Linked DNA regions of Sus scrofa: region 1 is linked to region 2. Evidence: chromatin contacts called from public Hi-C data. All regions are on one chromosome and are shown on one strand. Each heading gives the region's core, a stretch centred on a gene start, on an enhancer-like site or on the middle of the called end of the contact. The rest is flanking DNA. Distances are from core to core; before and after follow the strand shown. Region 1 holds the start of LOC100515824 (insulin receptor substrate 1-like). Region 2 holds the start of STAG3 (cohesin subunit SA-3).

Region 1 (5,852 bases), core at 507-3,006, 320 kb before region 2:
GCTGCCTCCGACGCGCAGAGGAGGGCTTTGGAGCCCCGTTTCAGGCTCCCCGGCCCCAGGCCTGTAGGAACCGGGCAAAGAGCTCAAGAAAAGGGACCGTGGTGCACAGCGGCTCATGGACACGTATTCAGAGTGCCCGCCATCCAGAGGTGGCTGATGGGGAGCGGCTTTGGCCGAGGCAGGGAGGCCCAGGGGCGCCATCACCACGTAGCTGCTGGCTTGCCCGTCTCCCATGGGCACGTAGTCTCTCCTGGCTCCCATGGTTATGTAGCCCCCGCCCCGCCCCAACCCCTCAGGCTGTGAGGCCGCTGCCCCCAGCATCGCCAGCGTCTTAGGGGTTGCTTGCTCGCTCCTCTCACTAGGGCACCCCAGACGGTTCAGGCTGCCTGACTGAGCCGCAGAGGCTGGGGTCTCAGAGGGTCTGGGGGCCCTCGTCGGGGGCTTTCTTGGCAGTGGCTCAGTCCTGCCACTAGCACCAGTGTCCCCGATTCGCTTCATGGCGGCCAGGACAGTCTCGTGAATGCTTTGGGCCATCACAGCATCGGGCGCCTGTAGCCACAGCTCCCCGGGACCTGTGGGTGCTGAGCGCCCGAGCTCCAGGAAGAAGAAAGAGTCTGCGTGACCACAGCGGCGCACGCTGAGCAGGGACAGGCGCAGGGCTGGGGGCGGAGGTGCCTGGGTGGCCCTGGAGCTTCTGCCCCTGGGCTTCCGCAGCAGGCTCAGTACCCCGGAACCCAGGCACAAGCAGTAGCCGCCGCTGCCCAGGCCTCGTGTCTGCCCCAGCCCCTTGGGCCGCAGCGTCACGGGCCAGATGTCCTGAAACGGAGCGAGCATCCAGGCCTCGGGGTCCTCGTGGGAGCTGGGCCCTGGAGAGACAACAGGCGGGTCACAGAGCTTCTGGGCCGGGAGCTTGGAGTCAGTGTGCCCCGGGGACTGACAACGCGTAAACGCTTCATTTTGGATTGGATTTCGGAGACCTGGGGGAGGGACAGCCTACGGATAAGCCAAATCCACGATCACCCCCCCCACCCTCCCACCCTGGGCTTGGGCCTCACCGGCGGCGGCGCGCGCCTCAAGCAGGGCGCTGTACCACGCCTGCTGCTCCGCCTCGCTGGCCGCCGCCACGCCCAGGCTGCGGTCGGCGGTGAAGAGGAAGATCAGGTGGCGCTGGCGCGCGTCCACGCGCTTGCTGATGGTGCACGCGCCCGTCAGGCTCACGCTGAGCTTGGGAGCCGCTCGGCCGGCGTGGAACTTCTTCTCGCTCTCGTAACACTCGAGGCGCGGCGGGTCCGCGCGGAGCACGAAGAAGCGGCGGTGCTGGGACTTGTGCTTCCGAAGGTGGCCGCAGAGCCGCACGTCAGCCGGGCAGGCCCAGGGCGACAGCGGACCCAGGGCCACGTCGGCCGACTCAGACTCCGGGGCCGTCGTGGGGCTGCCGCCGCCGCCGCCTCTGGGCTTCATCCTGGGCCAAAGGCGACCAAGTGGCCGGAGCAGGAGCGGAGACGGCTGGGAAGAGGCTCGCCGAGGTGGGGTTCTAGAGGTAGCGGTCCCGGGGGAGGGGGCAGCGTCCTGACAGGCTGCCACTGCCTTAATGCCCGGCGTCTCTCTCCCCCGCTCCCGACTTGAAGTTTGGGGCAGGGGGTCTGCAGTGGCCCCTCGCTGCGCGCAGCGTGTGACCCAGTGACTGCTCGACGGCCTGAGACACCCGAGGCTCCGCCGGGCTCGGAGCCTCAACCCAGTGGCCTCCCGCCGCCTCCTCTCCCCTCCCTCCCAACGCCGACTGCGCCCAAGTCCCCACCCCCGCGAGGTTAACCCTCACGCGCCCCGGAGCTGGACTCCGCGCGGTGGGCGTGGAGTTTGAGTTGCCGAGTGCGGGAGAGGCGGCCTCGGCCTGGGCTGGTGCCGGGGCGGGGAGGTGTTGGGGGCGTCTCTTCTGACCCGACCTGAGCGCGGAGAAAGCTGTGAGGTGAAGAGAGTGTGCGTGGAGCTACGTCCGTGGTGACCGCTGGCGGCCTCGTCCGCAGTCCTGGAGGTAAGGGGGCTGCTAAGCCGGCTGCCTTTACAGCGGGACCCCCTTCCGGCTCTAGGCCGCCAGCACCCGTGTCCCCTGCCTCCCCGGTCCCGCTCAGAATGGTTCTGTTCTCTTCCTTTCCAAGTAATCCTAGGAGCCAGGGCCGCCGAGCACTGGGCTAAGTTGACCTCGGTGGAGCTGGAGGTTCAGGTTCTCTGCAGGGTTGGGGTGACAGGAGGTGTCTTCATGGGGGTACCCTTTGCCCCCTTGCATCCCAAGAAGTTTGAAATGGGGTTGGGATTCAGGCACTTTTACATCCATTTCTTTTTTCCCCTTTTTCAGCCACACCTGCCACCTATGAAGGTTCCTGGGACAGGAATCAAATCCGAGCCTCAGCTGCGACCCGTGCCATAGCAGGAACGCCCTACACCCGCCTCTGATCCTTCCAAGGACCACCTGCTGACGGCGGGGGCCATGGCGCTGGTCAGTGTACACTCTGCAAGACAAACCACGGGTTGACAGGTGGGCCTTAGAGGACCTTATGATATCCCTGTCCTGGCAAGCAGGATACCTGAAGGGCCCTGGGGGAGCTGAGGGTTGGGGAGGGGAAGGGGGCAGCTGTGGCCCCAGTTAAAGATGGTATTTGGGGGAGGAGTGCCTTCAGGTGAGGAAGGAGCTGTAACAGGAGTACTGAAGCAAGGCCATCTGGTTCGTTTTCATAGACTAGTTCAAGGGTCAGGAAAGCCCAAGCAGGGCTGGCGGGGCTTCCCACCCAGGCCTTGGAGGAAGGAGCTGGGATACCAGAGGAGCCAATGGTTTAGTGGACAGGGAGGCTGGCATCCTCGAACATCCTTTACAGGTCATGTTGCAAGCATGATGCAGGGCACTGCCTGGCATTGTGAGGATGGGCATCTGGCCAGCAGGCAGGTGGTACCCAGTGCCTACTCCAGGTGCCTCTCAGGTCAGCCAGCGCCTCTCTAAGGTGCGGGAGAGGTGCTGGCAGCTCACGTGGTACATGGGGGGGCCTGTGGCAGCCTCCACCATCAATAGGTGTTGGCCAGGGAGAGGCAGATATGTCATAGATCCTTAAGCTGACACCAGGACATAAGTATGTCCCCGGCCATCGCCTCCAGTGTAGCCTTGACATATGCACCATGTGCGAAGTGGCAGGAACACAAAAGACATCTGCTGGCCCCTCCCTTTCCTAGTCTTGGTGCTGCCCTAAGGAGCAGGGCACCCATGGAGCCCACGTGCCTGCTGTGCTCCTGGCTGGAGCCTTCCTCCCCAGGCTTGATTTGAAGCTACCCACAGGAGGGCTCTTCACAGCCACTCCTTCCTGCTCCCATCATCCAGTCCCCCTTGCAGCAGTCCAGTGCTTGTGAAATCACAGCCACTGTCACAGAGACCAGCCTAGACCGCCTCGCGTCTTTGACTCTCTAAGTGCTGGGTACATATAAAGCAGGAAGCAGCAGGGATCCCAGTGCCTGGGTCCTGGGCGGGTGGTCGAGTGGGTTGGTAATCAGTGCCAGGTGATTTAGCTTGCTGGGTACCAGGAAGAGCCTGGAGCCCAACAACTGACCTCATCAGTTGCCCTGGCAACAGTATTGCCCTTGGCTCTACCCAGACAAGATTTATTTTAGCCTGTTGCCCTGGTAACTAGGGTTGCTCCCTAGGGACAGGAAGTTGCAGAACCTCAGCTCTGCTGGGTGAGAGCACCTCCCCCAACCTGAGGGGCTCCACCTGCGTGTCCCTGCCGGGCGCAGGTGCAGCGCGCCCTTGGGGCGAGATCTCCGCATTCCAAGTGCCTGCGGGAGACTTGTTACCAAAGAGGCACCTACAGGGAGGAGACTGGGGCACTAAGGCCAGGATCTTCTCCTGTGGCCCTCTCTCCTCCATCCCAAGTTGTCACTCCTCTGTGGAGGGGGACTCAGGGACAGTGCCATCCCCTTCTTCATCCCCCCTCTCCCCCCCCCCCCCCCCGCCGCATGGCTACCAGGTTCCACTGTGGAGAGAATGGAGAGCTTGACAGAGGTCCTGGGGACCAGCTCCTGCTTCTTCATCCACAGAGGCAGCTGTTGGGGACCCGCTGAAGGCTGGGCTCAAATCAGAAGACTGTTGCCTGCGGGGTACGGTCACAGCCTTGGCCATGGGGACATGAGGACTTGGTCAGAAGCCTGGTGGCAGTGCAGGTGTCCTTCCAGTCTCACAGTGTGGGTCCCAATTTGTAATCACCAGGCAGGGTCTGCAAGGAGGCCCTGGAGGCCGCAGGGCAGGGGGAAGACAGCCTGTCATTTGGACATTTCCTTGCAGGCCGGGGATTTTTCCATCCTTGCTGCCTGCCTGGAGGAAGGGTGCCCAGAGGCTGCTGCAGTCCTGGTGTCAGCCTATTCCCTAGGGAACTCTTGCTTTGTCTGCCCTGGAGTCGGAGGCTGACCCAGCGTAACTTCAACTTCGCTGCCCGATCACCCTGCCCTGGCCAGTGAGCTGGCTGGGGTCCATGTAGGACACAGTGACTGGGAGGCGTGGAGGGGGGACTGCAGGGAGGTCCCTGGGTTCAGGCACCAAGCAGTCCAAGATCCCTGGGAAACAGCAGGCATGTGACTGAAACACACAGTACGAGGCACTGCAGCGCCTGGTCCTTTAAATCTCACATCCAAACCTCAGAGTTTGAGGTTAGGAATGGTGGGGGCGGGGGCACAAGAAGAAAAGACCACAGAGATTTCAGCTTCCCTCCCTCCCTGGCTCTGGGCAGAGAATGGGAAACAGGTAACAGGTGGAGGGGCCAGAACATGAAACACCCAGGGGAAAACAGATGGTGGTCCAGCCACCCTGGGGGCGCCACCAGGAGATGGGAGGAGGGTAGAGCCTGGAGAACAGGAACAGGACAGGCTGGGGCCTGAGCCTTGGGAAGGTAGAGCAGTTGAAGGTATTTACAGAAAAACCCTCAAAGTAAGTAAGTGGTAACACTGTCCCCACTGCTTCTTGCTGGCAGGCTCTTCAAGGTCACTGAGTGGAGAGACCCAGGGAAATCCCAAGAAGGGACGGCAGAGGGGCCAGACGGTGACGGTGGAAAGGGAGCTGCTTGAGGCAGCAGGGCGAAACTGGGCCTCTTCGCCAGGTGAGGTGTTTAACCCAAGCCACCTGTCTTGTCACCACACAAACAGGCCAGCCGTTGACACAACACCCCACGTGGAAAGGGTCTGAGGAGGCCCCTGACCTGGGAGTGCTGTATCTGATGAGGCCCCACCCTGGTCCCCCTTCCTGCCCCCAAAGTCTGCTCCCCCCAGCTCTCCCAGCGGCTGAAACTGGACTCCACCTCAGACAGGGACCGACTCTGTCCCTGGCCAACAGCCACGCTGTCACCAACCCAGGCAGTCACACTGATGGACATGAGGCCCCTCAAGCTCGTCCCAAGCAAGACCCTGAGAGCCTTTTTTTTTTTTTTCTTTCAAATGCAGTTCTTTTCCAACATTGCCTGCAACAGCTTTGGTGCAGGGATCTGGGGGCGGGGTAGGATGGGGAAGGCACGTGAGGAAAAGAAAGGAAAAAAACAGCCAATTGCACAAAGCCTTTCCCCGGAAAAGCCCAGGCTCTGGGGGTGGTCAGGACGTGTGGCTCCCTCCCCCCGACCCCCTGGTTGAGGCACAGATAGGGATTCGTTCCATTCCCCATGGGAAGGAGCTGTCTGGAGCGGGAGGGAGCCGGCGTGGGGGTCTGCGCGTGCGTGCGTGTGCATATATATATTTGTATGTATAATAGGCTATATTAGAAAATTCTCTATGTATAAATATAAAACACTGATATCCAAACATGACACCGCAGCGAACTAAAGTGCTTGCCA
Region 2 (6,151 bases), core at 2,843-5,342:
CAACACGGGATCCGAGCCGCGTCTGCAACCTACACCACAGCTCACAGCAACACCGGATCGTTAACCCACTGAGCAAGCGCAGGGACGGAACCCTCAACCTCATGGTTCCTAGTCGGATTCATTAACCACTGCGCCACGACGGAAACTCCCCTTACACATTTTTAGATAATGGAATTACAATACAATTATTGAAAAAGAAATGTGGGGAGGAAAAAAGAATTCAGTATAATTGTCAAAGTGAAGCAAAAAAGTGACAACGATAAACAAGCTGCCACCTGAATCTATGCTGCTTCTCTAGATTATCTAATGCCTCTCCTTGCCTCTTCCATTAATCGACAAAAGCAAAAATCTATCCTGTTCTGTGATACTTTTAGGAAAGGAATATTTCCTCTCATGTGAGAGTCCCCTTACATCACTCCAAGGATTCACTGTGGTCTCATCTGCCTTCCCTGATATACATTATGTTCACTAAAATGTCTACATTAAACCAAGTTTGTAGACACTTATCTTTCCACCCAACAAGGGGTGAGATGGTATCGAAAAACAGAGGTGAGGCACTTTTTACCTGCATGTCACTTTTGGCAGCTTTCACAGCATCAAAGAGATTACTGGTTGGTGGCTCTGACTCTTTCTGGCCACGAGCATGTACCATTCGGGATCCCTTCTTTGGATGTTTTGCCACCTAGTAAATACAAAGAGATCACGAATATTTTTAAAATGTGAAAGTGGCATTAACACTTGGTCTCATCATTAGCACACAGGTAAGCTTACATTGCCAATTCCACAGCAGAGTTCTGAGTTACTGACTCTGCTTAGAAACAACTGATTTTTAAATTGTTAACTTTATCATTCCTAACCTCTTCTCCTTTTAAAATTCCCTTAGCCCCATTCCCATTCCTCTATATCCTAACACCCTCTCCTCTTATTTGCCCTTCAAAATCTGCCTCCTTCCTATGTGTGTCCCTTAACACTCTCTAAGTCTTGTCTTTTCATCAAACCTATCAAGCCTCTTCTAGGTTTTATGTTGCTGCTTCCCAGACCAGGTTTAAAAACAAAAGAAAACTGACTGACTCACTGGGGTTGTCTTGAGTGGTCGTTTTGCTGCTCTCTTCTTCGCATTTCGTCTCAAGCTGTCTTCAAAGTCACTGTCTTCACCAGATGACAAAGATTCACTATCCCTATGAGGAAGTGTAGTTCTGCTTAGATACAACGCCCCAGTCCCTATACATAAGAGTGTAAATGAATTATAATTTCTCTGTTTCTAACCATACACCCCCTCCATGAGAAAAATATACTCAGATTTTAAGAAAAGATGAGCTTACTGTTGCCATGTCACAGGAACAATGCCTTAAAGGAAAACCTTCACTTGAATAAAGCATTTGAGATAAACAATGAGGAACTAAAGTTGGTAAAGGACAACCCTTTTCTAATATCCTCTCTGAATAAGAATATCAAAATATAAGATATTCACGTTTAAAAAAAAAAAAGATATTCATGGAAGCAGGCAGGGAGACCACTGCTATGAAGAGAAAACTCAGCATGGCTCAGGAAGTCTTGCATCACTTACTACAAACAGGAGATTAATATGTGCCTGGGGTTAAATTTCACCCCTTGAAACAAATTCACCATGTCTTACTCATTAGAGTTAAGTTTTAACATAGATACAACCTGGTCCCAAAGAGCAGCAATGACAGAAACAGAAATGATTCAGAAAAGACCAATTAAAACTACCAGGGCTTATTTTTATAATTAAGTATAACTGTAAAAATTGTGAAACACTATGTTGTACAACTGAAACGTATATAATATCACACATTAACTATAACTCAATTTTAAAAATACCAGGGGGAGTTCCCCCTGTGGCTCAGTGGAAACGAACCCAACTAGTATCCATGAGGATTCAGGTTTGATCCTGGCCCCGCTCAGTGGGTTAAGGGATCTGGCCTTGCTGTGGCTGTGATGTAGGCCAGCAGCTGTAGCTCTGACTCAATATGGGAACTTCCATATGCTGCAGGTGCAGACCTAAAAAAAGGCGAGCGGGGGGGGGGGGGGGGGGGGGGGGAGTGTAAATCATACCTTGTATGGGATTATTTTTTCCTGGAAGAGACTGAGGGGGAAAAAAAATCCAACCCAAAGTATACTTACACAAAGTATGCTATCATAAATATCATATATGATAACAAATACGGACCTGTTTATAAAATTCCCAAATAAAGCAACTACAGACCACCAATAAAAACTATATACTAGTTGTCAGGGAACAAAGAACTCGATTCCCTTTTCCCCATCTCTTGGCCCCACCAGAAGCTGCCTGTGCTGAGCATACAAACGTGTTCGAGAAAGGGTTAGGTAAGTTGAATGACGGCTTTACAACAGGATGGATTATTCTCGACGCCGCCAACATGCAGGGCAGCTGAAAAAACAGCCAGCAGAGCTGGGGGAAGAATCACCGTTCTTTTTTTTTTTTTTGTCTTTTTGCTATTTCTTTGGGCCGCTCCCACCGCATATGGAGGTTCCCACGCTAGGGGTCTAATCGGAGCTGTAGCCACCGGCCTACACCAGAGCCACAGCAACGCGGGATTCGAGCCGCGTCTGCAACCTACACCACAGCTCACGGCAACGCCGGATCATTAACCCACTGAGCAAGGGCAGGGACCGAACCCGCAACCTCATGGTTCCTAGTCGGATTCGCTAACCACTGCGCCACGACGGGAACTCCGAAACTGTCAAGGAGTTTGGTTTGTTTTTTTTTTTTTTCCCCCCCACTGTTCTGAACCAGCCCAGCATCTCCTATCTTTTTTACAGTCACACGCATGTTACTATCCCCGCCGCAAAATGACCAAAGGGAAAGCTGCGGACAATGCAATGGCTTCTCACTGACTCCACTCACCCCTTTGAAGCCTGGTTCGAGTCCCAGTCATCACAGGGCACGGAGACAGATGAACTAGAAGACGCAGACAAGCCCCTCGGCCCAGGCCCCACGGCTCTCTGCAGCGGGGAGGACTCGCTGCTGGGGGAGGAGGAGCTCTGGGGCCGGGAGGAGGATGACCGCAGGGTGGGCATGCTGGTCCAGCTGGGAGGAGAGGGAGGGAAGGCTTCCTGTCCACCCACCGCGTCCCCAGCCCTGGCCCCTACGACCCCTTTCTTTCCAAGAGAAGTGCTCCGGAACTGGGTGGGGGGCGGGGGACCCACCAAAAGCCAGACGGCGAAAGAGCCCTGACCTGAGGCCTCAGGGAGGTAACCACCCCCCGCCCCCGACGCCGACCTTGGCCTCAGAGCTGCTCTCCAAGCTCGGAGCAAGGCGCGCACCAGGGCAGCTGTGGAACCAGCTCACCTGTTACAAACAATAGACGAAAACAGCAACAAAAACCAAAACCCTAAAAGCACCTAGACTTGAGTTTCTACAACGTTAGAACCTGATGCCCAAGGACCAAGTGGGACGCGCTTAACGCTTTTGCGCCAGAAGCGCCCTGAGAACCTAGCGGAAACGCCTAAGGACTCAGGGAAAGCCTGCGTTCTCCACTTTTCCAGAAGGGGGGCCGGCGGGGGGACCTCTGCTCCACCCCAGGCCTCTTTTCTTGGGATTCAGGAGCCGTCTAACCACTCAGGAGCGACCACCAGCCCTTTGGGTTCCTGGTCTCTGAGGTACAGAGGAGAGAGGGTCCCCTCTCAAAGTCAGAGTGCTAACGGAAAGGGTGAACGCTTGGGTCAAAGATAAGTCTCACTGTCTGAGCCCGGAACAGCGACTTCTGGCGGAGCAACGTTGAGGAAAAGCCACTGCCTCGGGTCCCCCGGGTCTCTGTAGTCCCCTCCCGTCCTGGACAGGCGCCCACCGCTTCCCTTCCTGCGGTGGAAGAATCCAGAAAAACGCGGGAAGGCGCGAGCTGCGTTGTGCGCAGGCGCGAGCCCAACGGCTAGTCTCAGGGCCGACAATTGTCGCGAGGCTTGGGCGTGTGCAAGCTCGTGCTCAGCACGTTCCAGTCAGGCCGCTCCCACAGCCTCGTGTGACCACAAGTTGTCTAGCGTGCCTCCGTGTCACGTGGGTTGCGGCGCGTTGGCCGCCTGGTTTGGCTGAGGTTCCTCCCAGCCCTGTCCAGGCCCCGCCCGGGCCCCGGCCCCGCCCCCGCCCCTCCGCCTCCAATTTCCCTCTCCACTGGCCGGGGTTCACACTAGGCTAGTAGTAGCGCCTTTAATCTGGCTTCTCAACTGCCATAGGCTGGGTTCCACCAGGCCCCGCCTTCCGAACGGGATCGCCACGCCCCTGAGGAGGGCCACGCCCCTCCCCCACCAACCCCCTCAGTCCGGCCGAGTCCCACCCCCATGCTGAGCTTCCCCAGTACATTGGCTTAATTTCTCTCTTCACCCCGCCCCTGAGGCTGGCTGCTAACCATTATTGGCGGGCCCCCGCCTCGGTTCCCGCCCCCTGTCCGGCTCCCAGCTCCCATTGTCTCGGCAGATGCCTCCTGGTCCCTCTATTCTGCCAGTGTTCAGTTTTCGGAGGTCGCGCTCTTTCTCTGGCCGACAGGGCGGTCCCGCGGCAGAGAACCGGCTTCCCGAGTTCGAGGGGCTCTTCTTTCCTCCTTAGCACCCACTTTGCCGTCCCGAGGTGGCAGCAGTTATGTACGCTCTGCGATCTCTTCTGCTTCTGCTGTTGCCTCTGTGTCCCGGTCCTGGTCCTGGACCTGGTATCGAGGCAAAGGTCACCCGGAGTTGCATTGAGACCCGGCAGATCCTGGGGGCCCGGGGATATAGCTTAAGCCTACTCCCTCCCGCCCTGATCTCAGGTGAGGAGAAAGAGGAAGACTAGAGAATTGGGGCGAGGGAGGAGGGCGGGGGCCGGTCCTCCTCATCTCATGACTCTCTTGCCTTTAAGAGTAGCCGTTGTAATAACCTTTCATCTCATAGTAATAATGTCTCTTCTCCTGAACTTCTTTACCAGGATCACAGTTACACCCCTCACATAATAGCTCTCTACTCCACCCCCACCCCAGGAATCCCTTTCTAGTAATTAGCACCCCTGTTTCTTTCTTTACATCCTAATTTCCCCCTGGCATTTCTCTGAGCCCCTTCTGTGATAATTCTTTCGTACCCGAGTAACCCCACTCCTCCAAACCCCATTCTTCCCATTGAAGCCCTCCTGTAAGTCCTTAGAGGGCTGGGGTGTGCCATGTTAGGGAGGCTACCTGAGGACCCTCTAAATCACTAAATCGGCCCATCCCTGCTTGAACCCAAAGCTAATGGCAGTGGATCTGCGATGGTCGAGGTGACAATAAGGAAGGGGTAGGGCCAGGTGGGAATGAGGTGGCAGACAATAGAAAAGAAACAAGGCAGGTGGAAGAGAAAGACTGGCTGCCAGAGATAGGCAGAAGGAAGGAATTTCACATCACCTCCTGCCATTCTTTCATGTCTCCCCTGTCCAGGTGAGCACCTCCGGATCTGTCCCCAGGAGTACACCTGCTGTTCCAGTGAAATAGAGCAGAGGCTGACCTGGGAGACTGAGACCACCTTCCGAGGCCTGGTAGAGGAGAACGGCTCCTTCTTGGTTCACACACTGGCTGCCCGGCACAGAAAATTTGATGGTGAGGACCTGGCATCCCCAAACGCGGCATCACACCTCCTCTCTGTGCTCATGACTCCAGCAAGCATCCTGTCCCCATGCCCTACTCCATCCCTAAGGCCCTCTGGCCCTGGCTTAGTCCAGACATCCCCACTCTAGGTTCTCTCAGGGTCCTGTTGCCACCCCGCCCCATCCCCAGTCTGCCCAGGACTCTGAGAGTTGCTTAATTTCTAACTCACTTGCCTTTTTTTTCTCTCCTCATGCCCATCTCTTCCTGCCTCTGCTACTTCTCTTTCCCTTCCTTCTCTCACCCCACCTCTCATCCCTTTCTCTGCACTTGCCACAGATGTTTTTCGGGAGATGCTGTCATCAGCTGAGCACTCCCTGTCCCTGCTCTTCCACCGCTCCTTCGGCCGCCTGTATGCCCAGCACACCCTCTTATTCAGTGGCCTGTTCTCTCGGCTACGGGACTACTATGAGAGGTCCGGTGCGGGGTTAGATGATGCCTTGGTGGATTTCTGGGCTCAGCTCCTGGAGAAAATGTTCCCCCTGCTACACCCACAGTACACCTTCTCCCCCGACTACCTGTTCTGC

The links. A called contact is a pair of places that touch in the nucleus more often than the background predicts.
Region 1: a Hi-C map of subcutaneous adipose tissue shows a contact between it and region 2, with 1.6 times the contacts expected there. The contact joins the promoter of LOC100515824 here to the promoter of STAG3 in region 2. A contact is called at or near these places in 3 of 47 Hi-C or Micro-C datasets (embryonic fibroblasts, epiblast stem cells and subcutaneous adipose tissue).

Annotation. Positions count from the first base shown.
Region 1 is chr3:8,490,440-8,496,291 of Sscrofa11.1, reverse strand. It overlaps LOC100515824 (insulin receptor substrate 1-like), which reads right to left and starts at 1,756. Exons shown (of 2, transcript XM_013995453.2): 1 at 1,056-1,756; 2 at 1-866. The coding sequence starts at 1,461. LOC106509647 (a long non-coding RNA gene) reads left to right here and starts at 1,130. Exons shown (of 7, transcript XR_002342293.1): 1 at 1,130-2,032; 2 at 2,354-2,533; 3 at 4,008-4,137; 4 at 5,004-5,129. It overlaps AGFG2 (arf-GAP domain and FG repeat-containing protein 2), which reads right to left. Exons shown (of 13, transcript XM_005661910.3): 13 at 5,443-5,852.
Region 2 is chr3:8,173,849-8,179,999 of Sscrofa11.1, reverse strand. It overlaps STAG3 (cohesin subunit SA-3), which reads right to left and starts at 4,092. Exons shown (of 33, transcript XM_021086217.1): 1 at 3,726-4,092; 2 at 2,891-3,073; 3 at 1,076-1,178; 4 at 566-682. The coding sequence starts at 3,063. It overlaps GPC2 (glypican-2), which reads left to right and starts at 4,152. Exons shown (of 10, transcript XM_003124340.4): 1 at 4,152-4,784; 2 at 5,421-5,579; 3 at 5,904-6,151. The coding sequence starts at 4,619.